Regions from separate parts of the Mus musculus genome. Here all the other regions are linked to region 2. Evidence: chromatin contacts called from public Hi-C data. All regions are on one chromosome and are shown on one strand. The core of a region is the stretch at or near the end of the contact, and the rest is flanking DNA. Distances in the headings are between cores, read along the strand shown.

Region 1 (3,847 bases), core at 328-2,827, 550 kb before region 2:
CACAGTACCCATTGCCCTTCTCCTGGAAGGACTAAAGTACCCCAACCCCCACCCACATGACCATCTACCTGATTGTTGACCTCAGTCTTATGCAGGCTTTTCATTCTGCAGGATGATGCCTTACTCTCCGTGTCCTGATACTGTACATCTACTTATTCTTTCTAATTCTTCTAGGTTTCGTCCCCTGGACCCTGTGTTTGACATCTTCAATCCATGAGCAAAACTCTTTCCAGAGCAAGAAATACTGACTATGGGGTGAGTGAGATGACTTGGTAATCAACATGTTTGTGTTTCCAGTTTATCTGCCTCCGTATCTTGAGAACTTAATATATTTTCCTCTAAGTTTTTATGGTAATATTTATAGGTTTCATATGCCATATTTCTTTTGCTGTGTCAGATCTGCACAATGGTGTCTTTTAAAATGGAGTTAATCCTCTCTGATAGCTTTGGAATGAATGTTCACTTTCATAGATATAGCATGAGATATAAATTGACACTCAGATATTAAAGAGGCTTTTCAAATCTATCCTCTGAGTTGGCTGGCATCTGTTTTGTTACATATGGAATAAACCCGGGTTGATAAAGATTCTTCTTGTGATGTGGAGGCTCATGGTGGAGTGTTTGCAGGCACAGTGAAATCCCTGACTTGCAGCCACATCAAGACATTGGTTTTCCACTGTTTCTTATCAGATTTCTGCAGAGGCACCACAGGAGCCAGATTGCCTGGGGCACACAGTTCAGCTGCACCAATAGATAGTGCAGGCGATTTTACCAGGTAACACAGATGCACATTTTCACAGTAAAGATGTGCCAGTGCCCTCTGCTTTTGCACCCCAGCGGGAAGGCTCTAATTGAAACAAAAAGACCCACTTAGCACATGACATTAAGATGCATCCAGGAAAGAGAAAGAGATATGTATCCAAATGGTCTGCTCTCCATCTTACTTTATGTCATTTACACTGTACTGTCAAAGCAGCGGATACCATCAAACTGAAGTATTCTAACTTGAGGTTCAGTAAGGTCTTCCTTCTTGCTTAAAATGATCAGACTTCTTTTCTTGACCCATTTACATAATGTTGTTGCCAGAGAGATTATAGGCCAGGATATGCAAGAGTGGAACATTTGGTCAGTAAATATCTAATGAGCATCTAATCAGTTCAAGTGGCAGTTTCTCATTAAGATTGGAGGCCCTCTTAAATTTGCTTTCTAAAGGAGGGAAGGATCAGCAAACATGTAGGTGTTCTGGTTTGTTGTAGCAGTAATAGAGTGCTTACTCAGCATGGGCTCAGTCCCTAGTACTTCCAAACCTAAATCAGAGAGATATGTCAGATGATAAGTATATTGGAGTCAAATAAATCCCAGAGCATGGACAAGTCACACAATGAAAGGTACTGTTTGAACAGGGTATTCAGAGAAACCCTTACTGGGAATATAATATTAGGAAGTGATGCACAGAACTAAGAGGGAGAGATATTATCTGTCTCAGACAAAGTTATGGGGATTGGATCTAGCAGATATGATGAGTAACAAGAAATTCTTGAACTATTTTGGAGGCAGAAGTAGTGGGAATTTGTTTCCACATTGAGTGTGGGATATTAATGGGAAAAGTGATCAAAATGATTCTAAAGTCTTTGACAAATACATCTGAAGAATGGAGTTGTCAGATGCCTAGACAAAGAATACCTCGAACAAACAAAACCAAGACTAGAGAGAGTAGAATTAGGAATTCTGTCTTAGAGCTATGGAGGTGGAAACATTTACTAAATATCCAAATGCAGAGATCAATCACCAATTTGATATTCAAGTCTGGAGTCCAAAGGCATGGTCTTTAATGAAGTCATACAGTGGAGATTTTCGATCCTGAGCAGCATTCACAGCTGAGGCTACAAGAGAACATCACAGTAGGAACCAGTTCTCCAATTCCCACATTCTTCCTTAAGAATTCTTTAATGGGAATGTAGTAGTTCTCACCCATTGATATTTTTAAGAATTTCTAAACACGGTTCACATGTTCAGCACAGATTAAGTGAATCTGCCTTAGAAAGCGAATGTGGCTGAAGACAGCAGAAGTCATGAGCTAGAGTCCAGAGCATGCTAAAGGGTATGGAGATGGGTGATAACCAGGCAAAAGAAGAATCTACAGTAAGACCGGAGGAAAACAATGAGCAATAAGTTCTGAAATCTAGCTGGTTAAAAATGACAGTGACTAACTATATCAAATGTTACAAGCAGACCCAAAGAGTGAGAACTGAGAATTTCCTACTTAGCCACAGGATGTCCTTGTTGGCTTTACAATAGCAGTAGCAGTTCTTTAATGAGATGATGACTGGATGAGGTAAAATAAAGAAAGAATGGGGTTCTTCAGGTCAGTGGGACTCTACCTTGGGCACAATCTCAGTGGATAGTCTTACAGTCCCCAGAGGAGAGGAGTCTCTACTCCCAGGTACTCTAACAAAACCAGGATCTTAGGATTCCAGTAAGCCAGGATCCCAGGTGCTTGGTCACACGAGGATCTCAGGGTCTCAGAGTCAGCTTGACTCCCAGAAACTCTGACATACCCAGAATCTCAGGATCACAGGATATCAGAATCACAGGATCACAGTGAAAACCAGACTCTGAGGAGTTATGGCTCAAATGGGATGACAGGATGTTCAGGCTCCAATCAGATATAATGAGTTCAGGGAGCACTTAAGATAATCAGATGGTGGGAGGCAAGCATAACAACAGAAGCACCAGAAGCCAAGGTTATTTGGCATCATCAGAACCCAATACTCCCTCCATAGCAAGGCCTGGATACAACACCACACCAGAAAAGCAAGATATAGATCTAAAGTCACTTCTTCTGATGATGATGGAGGAGTTTGAGAAGGACATAAATAACTCCCTTAAAGAAGTACAGGAGAACACAGGTAAACAAGTAGAATCCCATAAAGAGGAATCACAAAAATTCCTTAAAGAATTACAGGAAAACATAACCAAAGAGGTGAAGGAATTGAACAAAACCATTCAGGATCTAAAAATGGAAGTAGAAACAATAAAGAAATCACAAAGGGAGAGAATTCTGGAGATAGAAAGCCTAGGAAAGAAGTCATGAGCCATAGATGCAAGCATCACAATACAAAAGATGGAAGAGAGGATCTCAGGGGCAGACGATACAATAGAAAACATTGACACAACCATCAAAGAAAATGCAAAATGCAAAAAGATCCTAACTTAAAATATCCAGGAAATCTAGGATACAATGAAAAGACCAAACATATGAATAATAGGTATAGAAGAGAATGAAGATTTCCAACTTAAAGGGCCAGTAAACATCTTCAACAAAATTATAGAAGAAAACTTCCTAACCTAAAGAAAGAGATGCCCATGAACATACAAGAAGCCTACTGAACTCCAAATAGATGGGACAAGAAAAGAAATTGCTTCAATCACATAATAATCAAAACACCAAATGCATAAACAAAAAGAATATTAAAAGCAGTAAGGAAAAAGGTCAAGTAACATATAAAGGAAACCTATCATAATTACACCAGCCTTCTCACCAGAGACTATAAAAGCCAGAAGATCCTGGACAGATGTCATACAGACCCGAAAAGAACACAAATGCCAGCCCAGACTATTGTACCCAGAAAAAAAATCTCAGTTACCATAGGTAGAGAAACTAAGGTATTCCATGATAAAACTAGATATACACAATATCTTTCCACAAATCCAGCCCTTCACAGGATAATAAAGGGGAAACTCCAATACAAGGAAGGAATCTACTCCCTAGAAAAAGCAAGAAATTAATCTTTCAACAAACCTAAAAGAAGACAGCTACATGAACAGAATCCTAACTCTAACAACA
Region 2 (3,570 bases), core at 820-3,319:
AATGCAGAAAACAACTGAATTCTGCACATCACACCTAGCAAACTGTTGTTAGAAGTATAAGGAGAAGATAGGTGTGAATGGTGCCTTGATTTTGCTTCCTTGTTGCAGATAATATCCAGAGCAGACTGGGTTCAGATGCCATTCTGGCTATTCAGACAAACCCTAGCCCAAACAAAAAATGCTATATTATTTGTATGGTTTCAGACATTACATTAGCTATCTTAAAAGGCACAATGTTGCTTATGTTAACAATACTACTACTATTTTTAAATTTTTTAGCCATCTATGTTTATTGTTGTTTGGTATTGTCTTTAATTGTCTGTGTGTATATGTGTGTGAGGGATATACATGTGAGTGTGGGTGCCCACACGCCATGGCATGTAGGAGGAGGTCAGAAGATAACCTTTCTACCTTGTTTTAGAGGCAGAGTCTTGTTTGTGCTGGGCCGAGTATTGCTGAATTGAACATTCCAGGCAGGCTGACCCTAGTTCTCTGGGCAAGCTCTCATCTCACTGTAAGAGTGCTAGGATCAGGGTTGGAGAGATGGCTCAGTCGTTAAGAGCACTGGCTGCTCTTCCAGAGGTCCTGAGTTCAAATCCCAGCAACCACATGGTGGCGCACAACCATCTGTAATGGATCTGATGTCCTCTTCTGGTGAGTCTGAAGTCAGCTACAATGTTCTCATATTATTTATTAATAAGTCTTTATAAAATGTTTCTTTAAAAAATATTTAAAAAAAGAAAAGAAGAGAAAAGAAGAGGGAAGAGTGCTGGGATTGTAGACGCCTGCCACCCACCACATGGGGTTTTATGTGAGTTCTGAGAATTGAACCCGGGCCATCAGGCTTGCAACTTTTTTCAACTTGTGGAGTCATCTCTCTAGCCTTTCCTTCATTTGCTTTCTAACTGGACACGTATATAAGGTTCAGTGTGGAGTATGCTAATGTAAATGGCGTATGTATGTAAAAGATACTTTCTGATCAAGTAAGGACACCTACCATTTTATTATTTCATCTCCAATTAAATCTTAAACTAAGATCTAATAATTCCATGTACTTTGGGGGTACATTGTGATGTCACAAGTACACAGAGGGTCCTGATGCATTGGGGTGATTAACATTTCTATTGTCTTCTTATCAGCATTCCTGTTATTCATAAGACATAATCATTATTGTAAAATACAGACCATTTGTGGCTTTGCACTCCATGCTGGCGAGAGGCTCTATTGAAGTCTCTGCTGCTCCAATCTTACTGTATGTGCTTAGCAGCAGCAAGCACTCAGTATCATTTTTTAACACTGAATTTCAAGCTGGGTGTGATCATGCATACTGGAAATCCCAGTAGTTGTGAAGCTAAGTCGGAAAGATTTTTTGAGTGTGAGGTAAGAGTGACTTACAGAGTAAATTTGAAATCAGCTTGGACTGTGTTGGACCTGGCTGTCCTAGAACTAACTAACTAGCTCTATAGACCAGGCTGGATTTGGACTCACAAAGATCCACCTGCCTCTGCCTCCTGTGTGCTGGGATTAAAGGCATGTGCCATCACCACCGGAAGAAGAACATAGGGAATGCTCTCTCTCTCTCTCTCTGTGTGTGTGTGTGTGTGTGTGTGTGTGTGTGTGTGTGTGTGTGTGTTTCTCTAGCCTGGCAGTTAAGTCACAGAATCAGGACGTATGAACCCCAGATCTCACTCATTAGCTGCATCTTCCAGTGTTATCTCTGGGACCCCAGGGACTAGCATACAACTTGGGAGAACACTGCTCAGGACAGGGGGAAGACAGACAGAGCCTTCCTACTGTCACCAGCCTGCAGCTTCCATGTGGGTTAAAGAGCACTGTGCTCTTTTAGCCACAGTCATCCCTGAGGCAAGAGCCAGGCTGGCAGTGGAATTTCTCCTTTGTGCTTTGCAGGAAATGGGGTGGGTTGGGGATGTCAGGTCTCTGTGAAGATTCCCCCCCCCCCCCCCCCCCGCCTGTTTTGCCAAATAAAGTAAAGATAAGAAACTCCTGTGTGCCTCCCCTATCTATCCCTGGGAACGGAGCCTGTTGGATAATGGACCCTTTGTCTTCAAGGGAGGAATTTCCTTCGGCTGTCAGGGCAGCTGGCCTTGCAGGTGGATACCTGCCCTGCAGGGGAACCCCTCCTCCCGGAGAGAGAGAAGAGGCTAACAAAGTCTTGCTTAAGGGATTACTGAGTGAACATTTGTGGTTCCCTGTGCTTGTGAAAACTGCTCAGCCTCAGTCTAAAGCCAGTTTTTCTTCAGAGTGCCTATAAACCCATAGTCAAGAGGTTCAATCCGTTACCTAGTGAATTCAACTAGCATAGAATTTTCCAACTTCTGGAGAGAAACAAAAGGACTCAGGAAGAGGAGAGGACAGGAGATGAGAGACATAAGAAGTTGGTCAAAAGAGAGGCTGTGGCCTCAGAAAATGAGGGCTTTTGGGTCAGCAATGTTACTGCTGCCCTCGACTTCCTCCTTGTGGCCAATTTAGGAATTTCCTCTGGGATGCACCTAGTGCCCAGGGTACAATTGACTGGGGTTGCTGAGCCTATGGAATGGAGGGAAAATCTGAGTCACCAGGAGCCTGCACATGCACTCTCCTTTCCAAGGTCCTTACTCAGCCTTGCCTTGATTAAAGAAATCCCCTTGTGTCTGGTCTTATTTAACACAAGATGCACAGAAGCACAGTCCCGAGTCCCAGTACAGAGGACTACAAGTGTAGCTGTTATACCCACCCCTCCCACCCCCACCTCCACCCCAGCCTCAGAGTCATGGCCTTGTAAGTAAGCCCTTGTTGGTGCTGTTTGGAAGCGCTGTGTGTCTTTGAGTATCTCTGTGTTGTCATATTGGTCAGAATTGATGGGGGGGGGGGGCGTTTTCAAGACAGGGTTTCTCTGTGTAGCCCTGGCTGTCCTGGAGCTCACTCTGTAGACCAGGCTGGCCTCAAACTCAGAAATCCGCCTGCCTCTGCCTCCCGTGTGCTGGGATTAAAGGCATGCGTGCCGGCTAGAGTTGAAAATTTTAATGAATCCGCCTAACATATTATCAGTTAGATCAGCAGTTCTCAACCTGTGGGTAGCACCCACAGGAAAACACATGTTTCTGATGGTCCTAGGAATTCAGGTACCGCTCAGCAGCAACAATTACAGTTATGAAGTAGGAATGAAAATAATTTATGGCATGGGGTCACCACAACATGAGGAGCTGTATTAAAAAGTTGCAGCAGTAGGACAGTTGAGAGCTACTGATACAAATGCATCAGTTTGTCCATTACCTTGATCTTTATTTTTTATTTATTTATTTTTTTCCTGAGACAGGGTTTCTCTGTATATCCCTGGCTGTCCTGGAACTCATTTTGTAGACTAGGCTGGCCTCGAACTCAGAAATCTGCCTACCTCTGCCTCTCGAGTGCTGGGATTAAAGGCGTGCGCCACCACACCTGGCTATAATTTTTATCATCTGTTCATTTTAGGCCAGGAATAGTGGCCCACCTGATAGCCCTGCCCTGCCATGTCAATACCACTGACAGCACCTGGCTGCTGCTAGAGCGTACTGTTGGTTTTATGCATGC
Region 3 (4,188 bases), core at 1,642-4,141, 520 kb after region 2:
CTTGAGGTTCCCCATCTCACCCCTGATAGAATGGCTGCCTTGAGAAACATAAATGACAGCAAATACTGGTGAGGATGTGGGGGGAAAGAAATCTTTATAAGCTGCTGGTAGGACTGTGAGCTGATACAGCCACTGTAGAAATCGCTATAAGGGTTTCTTTTCAAGTAGAAATATCACATGACCCAGCTATATCACTCCTGGTTGGGTACCAGCAGAACTCATAGCCATCATGCTACAGAGATCTTTGCATTTTCCATGCCTATTGCTGCACTACTCACAATAGCTAGGAAAGGGAACAAGCCCAAGTGTCTGTCAGCAGAGCAATGGATAAGGAAGAAGGCGACATGTGCACAGCATGTACATGTTCAGCCTTAAAGAAACAAGATGGTAAGATTGGCAGCAATGGATCACTATATTAAGTGACATACAGAGGCTTCTAAGAACAAAGATCACATTTCCCTGATAAAGAGCACAGAGACATAAAAGTATACATATGTGTATGTGCATGCATGTTACATGTGTGTTCATGGGTTCATGTATGTGTGTGAGCGTGCTTGTGTGTGTGTGTCTCTATCATAGCAGCAGGGAAGAATCTCGAGGGGGGAGGGTACAGGGAAAAGGAACAGATCTTAAGCAAGGCAGCAAAAGGAGAGGGTAATGGACCGATGTGACAAGAGAGCAGAAGGGAGGTCCATTGTGTAGAAAGGGACCAGCCAGAGCAGGCCATCGAGTATGGGAGAGGCCAGTGGGGGAGGAGAACAAACTGGAGCAGAGTATATAGCCACATAGCATGAAGCACATCACGATTCCCATCACTCTGTATGCCAACTGTAAACACTGGTAACAAACAGAGGAGGAAATCAAAAGGACAAGAGATCAGTAAGAGGGGGAGAGACATGTGAAGACCATGAAGGGTTGGTATGATCAAAGCACAGCAAGTGCATTTATGAAAATGTTGCAATGATTTCCAGTGATTTGTATCACTATTTTGCTAAGCAAAACCAACCAACCAACCAACCAAAACAAAACAAAAGAACCAAAAAACCAAACCAAACCAACCAACCAACCAAACAAACAAACAAAAAGGATTGGAAGTATCTTATCTTATAAAATAATGAGGTCACAGTAAGTAGAATAAGAACTTCTTTGTGGGGAACAAAGAAGTCTCAGTGATTTACTTCTGTGTTTAGGTAAAGCAATGAGAAGCTAGGCTATGCTAAATAAGACACACTGGTTGGCTGGAGCAATGGGCCAGGTGACTTCTTTGAGTCAGACTGAAGCAACGATCTGAGATGCTGAAAGGTAGAAGCTGAAATCACTATACTTTAACTCTCTCAAGAGGGAGTCAGGTCAGAGACGCTTTTAATAGCACATGACATGGGTCCTGAAGAGAAGCCCTCAAAGAGACTCTGCTTCCCCCTGCTCCTTCATTATAGAACCTGAACATGTCTCCACAGTGCACCACAGGGCCACCTACTGCAGAGAGAAAATGTATACATTTATACACTTTCAAATATCAAAGGGGTTTCAAGCGAGTTGGGGAATATTTTCATATTACTTGCAGTCCCAGAAGCACATCTTTGCCCCCGTGGGCTTCTTTTTGATGGGTAGTTTGCTTTTAACTTCTAGAATGTACAATACTGTCAGGATCAAAGTCAACAACTAAGGATGGAAACTCAATATAATTTTGTATCATGTTGACGCAACCCCTTTGTTGTTTTTAAACCCTTTTTTGTCGTTGTTTACAAAAATGGTCTTTTATCCATTGGAGCAATAGAAATTTGTCTTTTTAACTTTTTTCATTTTTGTTTCTCTTGTTTTTGTACTCAAATAATATTATTTGTGATGTAAATTTTCAAATAGTGAGCTATGACCCATAAAAATTGCCTTTCACTTTCTGTGTTTGGCTCCTTGGCTCCCACACACTCTCTACCTTCCTGCCCTGCCTTGTGACACAGCTAGAATGGACTTCCTGCTTTTTGTCCTTCTGTCCTCTGAGTTTGAAGGCGCTCTGGAGGGAGGGAAGAGAGATTGTGCCTCTACCTCTTGCATCTACATTCCTGAACACACTTTCAGGTGTCCTGTACTGTGAGGTCTTTCCAGCTCATTATGTACTGAGAACACTGACGGTCCTTTTCCCCCCACCGCACAGCAGTCCTTATGTCTATAAATGTTGCTGTATTTCCCTCTCCCTGGTCTTGGAGGTCTCAGGGCCTTGCTGGTTCCCTTCAATGAACTTCACTTCTCTTTACCATTCCTTCCAAAACTCCCCTCAGAACCCCAGCTGAGTCCGTGTTCTGTTTCTCCACTGGAGCCCAGAACTCATACAACTTCCCTTTTACCCAACTTGCCTGTAGTAGGAAAAACAGCAGCCCAGGGTTTGTTAGGTGTGACTTTAGTCCTGACTCACCAACTTAATGATATGTGGCCAAAGGCAAGTGTACCAGTTCACTAGAGTAAGGACTGTGCTTATTTTGTGTGTTAGGCTCTTGACAATAAACACATAGATGTCCACATATTAAGGAAGGGATAAACACACAGGTGAACTGCTTATTATATTTGCATTTAATCTCCTCATCTATAGAGTGAGGTGTTTGGAATCAGGTGCAAAGGGACTGTTACTTGTGTGAAGAAGGAGCTCAGGGCACATGTGCAACCATTGTACCATAGAACTCTGCAGTTCTGAGTTGAGTGGGAAGCAAGGCTCGTCAGTAGGGCCACCATTAGCCTTATAACCGGGTAGCTATGCACTGGCTGGAAAGTAAGGCATTCCATGAAGGGTTTACTATGTTGCCAGTGAAGCATCAAATGGAAGTCCTGGGGTGACCTGAAGAGGAAGGCAAAGAATGTTTCTCCACTATGGCCAAAAGGCACAGGAGCCTTTGCACTCTGAGGAAGGCCTTCCTGTTCCTGTTTTCCACCCTCATGCAGTCCTGCAGGCATGATGATCTGGCCTTTGCAGAGGGATGCGCTTCCTGAAGACAAGTAATAATTGAAAAATAATGGGCTACGAGCCTTTTCCTCCACCAAATGATCTATAATTCTGCATTTCCTGCCTGCCGTGACTACCCCCTCCCTGTATATTTTCAAAACTCCATCATGTCGCCTCCAGAGAGAAGCCCTAGCTCTAGAGCTCCCCCTGCTGTCTAGGTGCTTCTTACTCTGCAGCTCCACGCAACAGCAAGATCTTTCGGTGCTGACAACTACCTTGGGCTTTTCTTAAGCTTGAGATCCACACACCTACAACACACACACACACACACACACACTCACAATTCCTGTCTATCTGGTGCATTTTAGAGATCGTGTCTCACTAATCCAATTAAAGCACTTTCTGTAGCAAAACTTGGATCTCATACCATTTGCGGTATCTTCATGGCTCAGGCTAATATTGTGTAGAGAATGGACATTTAATAAATCTTTATTTGTGCTTATGATTTCATCCTTTAAATGTTAAGTATCATAATTGCATATGGCCCATTTTCAACAGCTACTAATAAGATAAAGTTTGCTTTTTATGTTATGTGTGTGTGCGTGTTTGTGTGTGTTTGTGTGTGTAGTATTTATAATTAAGGGTATGTGGGTGCTATGATGCCTGGGGAGAGGTCAGAGGACAATGGCAGGTATTGGTCCTTACCTACCTTATTTGAGATAGGGTCTCCTCTATATGCCAGACTAATTGGCCCATGAGCTTCCAGGGACTTTCCTGTCAATCAATGCCTTCCATGTTCACATAGGGGCCCTATGCACAAACAAAACATGTACTACCACATTCCATGTTTTATGTGCCACAATCATCAGACAAGCTCGTTACTACTGAGGTATCTCCCCAAATGAATTCTCTTGTTTTATGAAGTCATTGGATACTGTCTTATAGAAAGCTTTCAAAATATATGTAAAAAGAATCATTATGCCACTTCTTTAAGGGTCAGCGTGGTGGCAGAAGAGGACAAGCAGGTGCTTAGTAACTGCTCTGTGTAAATGACAGTGTCACGCCCTGCTCATCTCTTGATGCCTCACACTTCAGATAGACCTCTTCCATTAAACTACAACAACGATATGTCAAATGGCCCATTTATTCAAAATAGAGGAACCATATGTGAAACCTAATATCCATTCACGCAATAACCTGGGTAGCTGAGTTACTAGAATGGAAAAGATACAGCTTGGAGACAGCTTCAATTATTC

Evidence for each region. Hi-C and Micro-C count contacts between places; a contact is called where the count stands out from the background.
Region 1: a Hi-C map of the N1E-115 cell line shows a contact between it and region 2, with 3 times the contacts expected there. The contact joins two enhancer-like sites. A contact is called at or near these places in 2 of 484 Hi-C or Micro-C datasets (the N1E-115 cell line and cerebral cortex).
Region 3: a Hi-C map of the N1E-115 cell line shows a contact between it and region 2, with 4 times the contacts expected there. The contact joins two enhancer-like sites. A contact is called at or near these places in 1 of 15 datasets of contacts at CTCF or cohesin (large pre-B cells), 1 of 484 Hi-C or Micro-C datasets (the N1E-115 cell line) and 1 of 115 datasets of contacts at active chromatin or transcription factors (embryonic stem cells).

The regions. Positions count from the first base shown.
Region 1 is chr2:20,116,799-20,120,645 of GRCm38.p6, forward strand. It overlaps a transcript of Etl4 not described here. Among named protein-coding and RNA genes, the nearest start is that of Gm23970, 160 kb to the right of the region's middle. Within about 2 kb of position 1,578, at least 1 of the 459 cell types and tissues checked has an H3K27ac peak or open chromatin away from gene starts, as enhancers often do. A contact at or near this core is called in the N1E-115 cell line, where this site is marked.
Region 2 is chr2:20,663,687-20,667,256 of GRCm38.p6, forward strand. All of the region lies in intron 4 of Etl4 (enhancer trap locus 4), which reads left to right. Among named protein-coding and RNA genes, the nearest start is that of Arhgap21, 300 kb to the right of the region's middle. Within about 2 kb of position 2,070, at least 89 of the 459 cell types and tissues checked have an H3K27ac peak or open chromatin away from gene starts, as enhancers often do. A contact at or near this core is called in the N1E-115 cell line, where this site is marked.
Region 3 is chr2:21,184,635-21,188,822 of GRCm38.p6, forward strand. The region is part of intron 4 of Enkur (enkurin, TRPC channel interacting protein); the gene reads right to left. Among named protein-coding and RNA genes, the nearest start is that of Enkur, 19 kb to the right of the region's middle. Within about 2 kb of position 2,892, at least 16 of the 459 cell types and tissues checked have an H3K27ac peak or open chromatin away from gene starts, as enhancers often do. A contact at or near this core is called in the N1E-115 cell line, where this site is marked.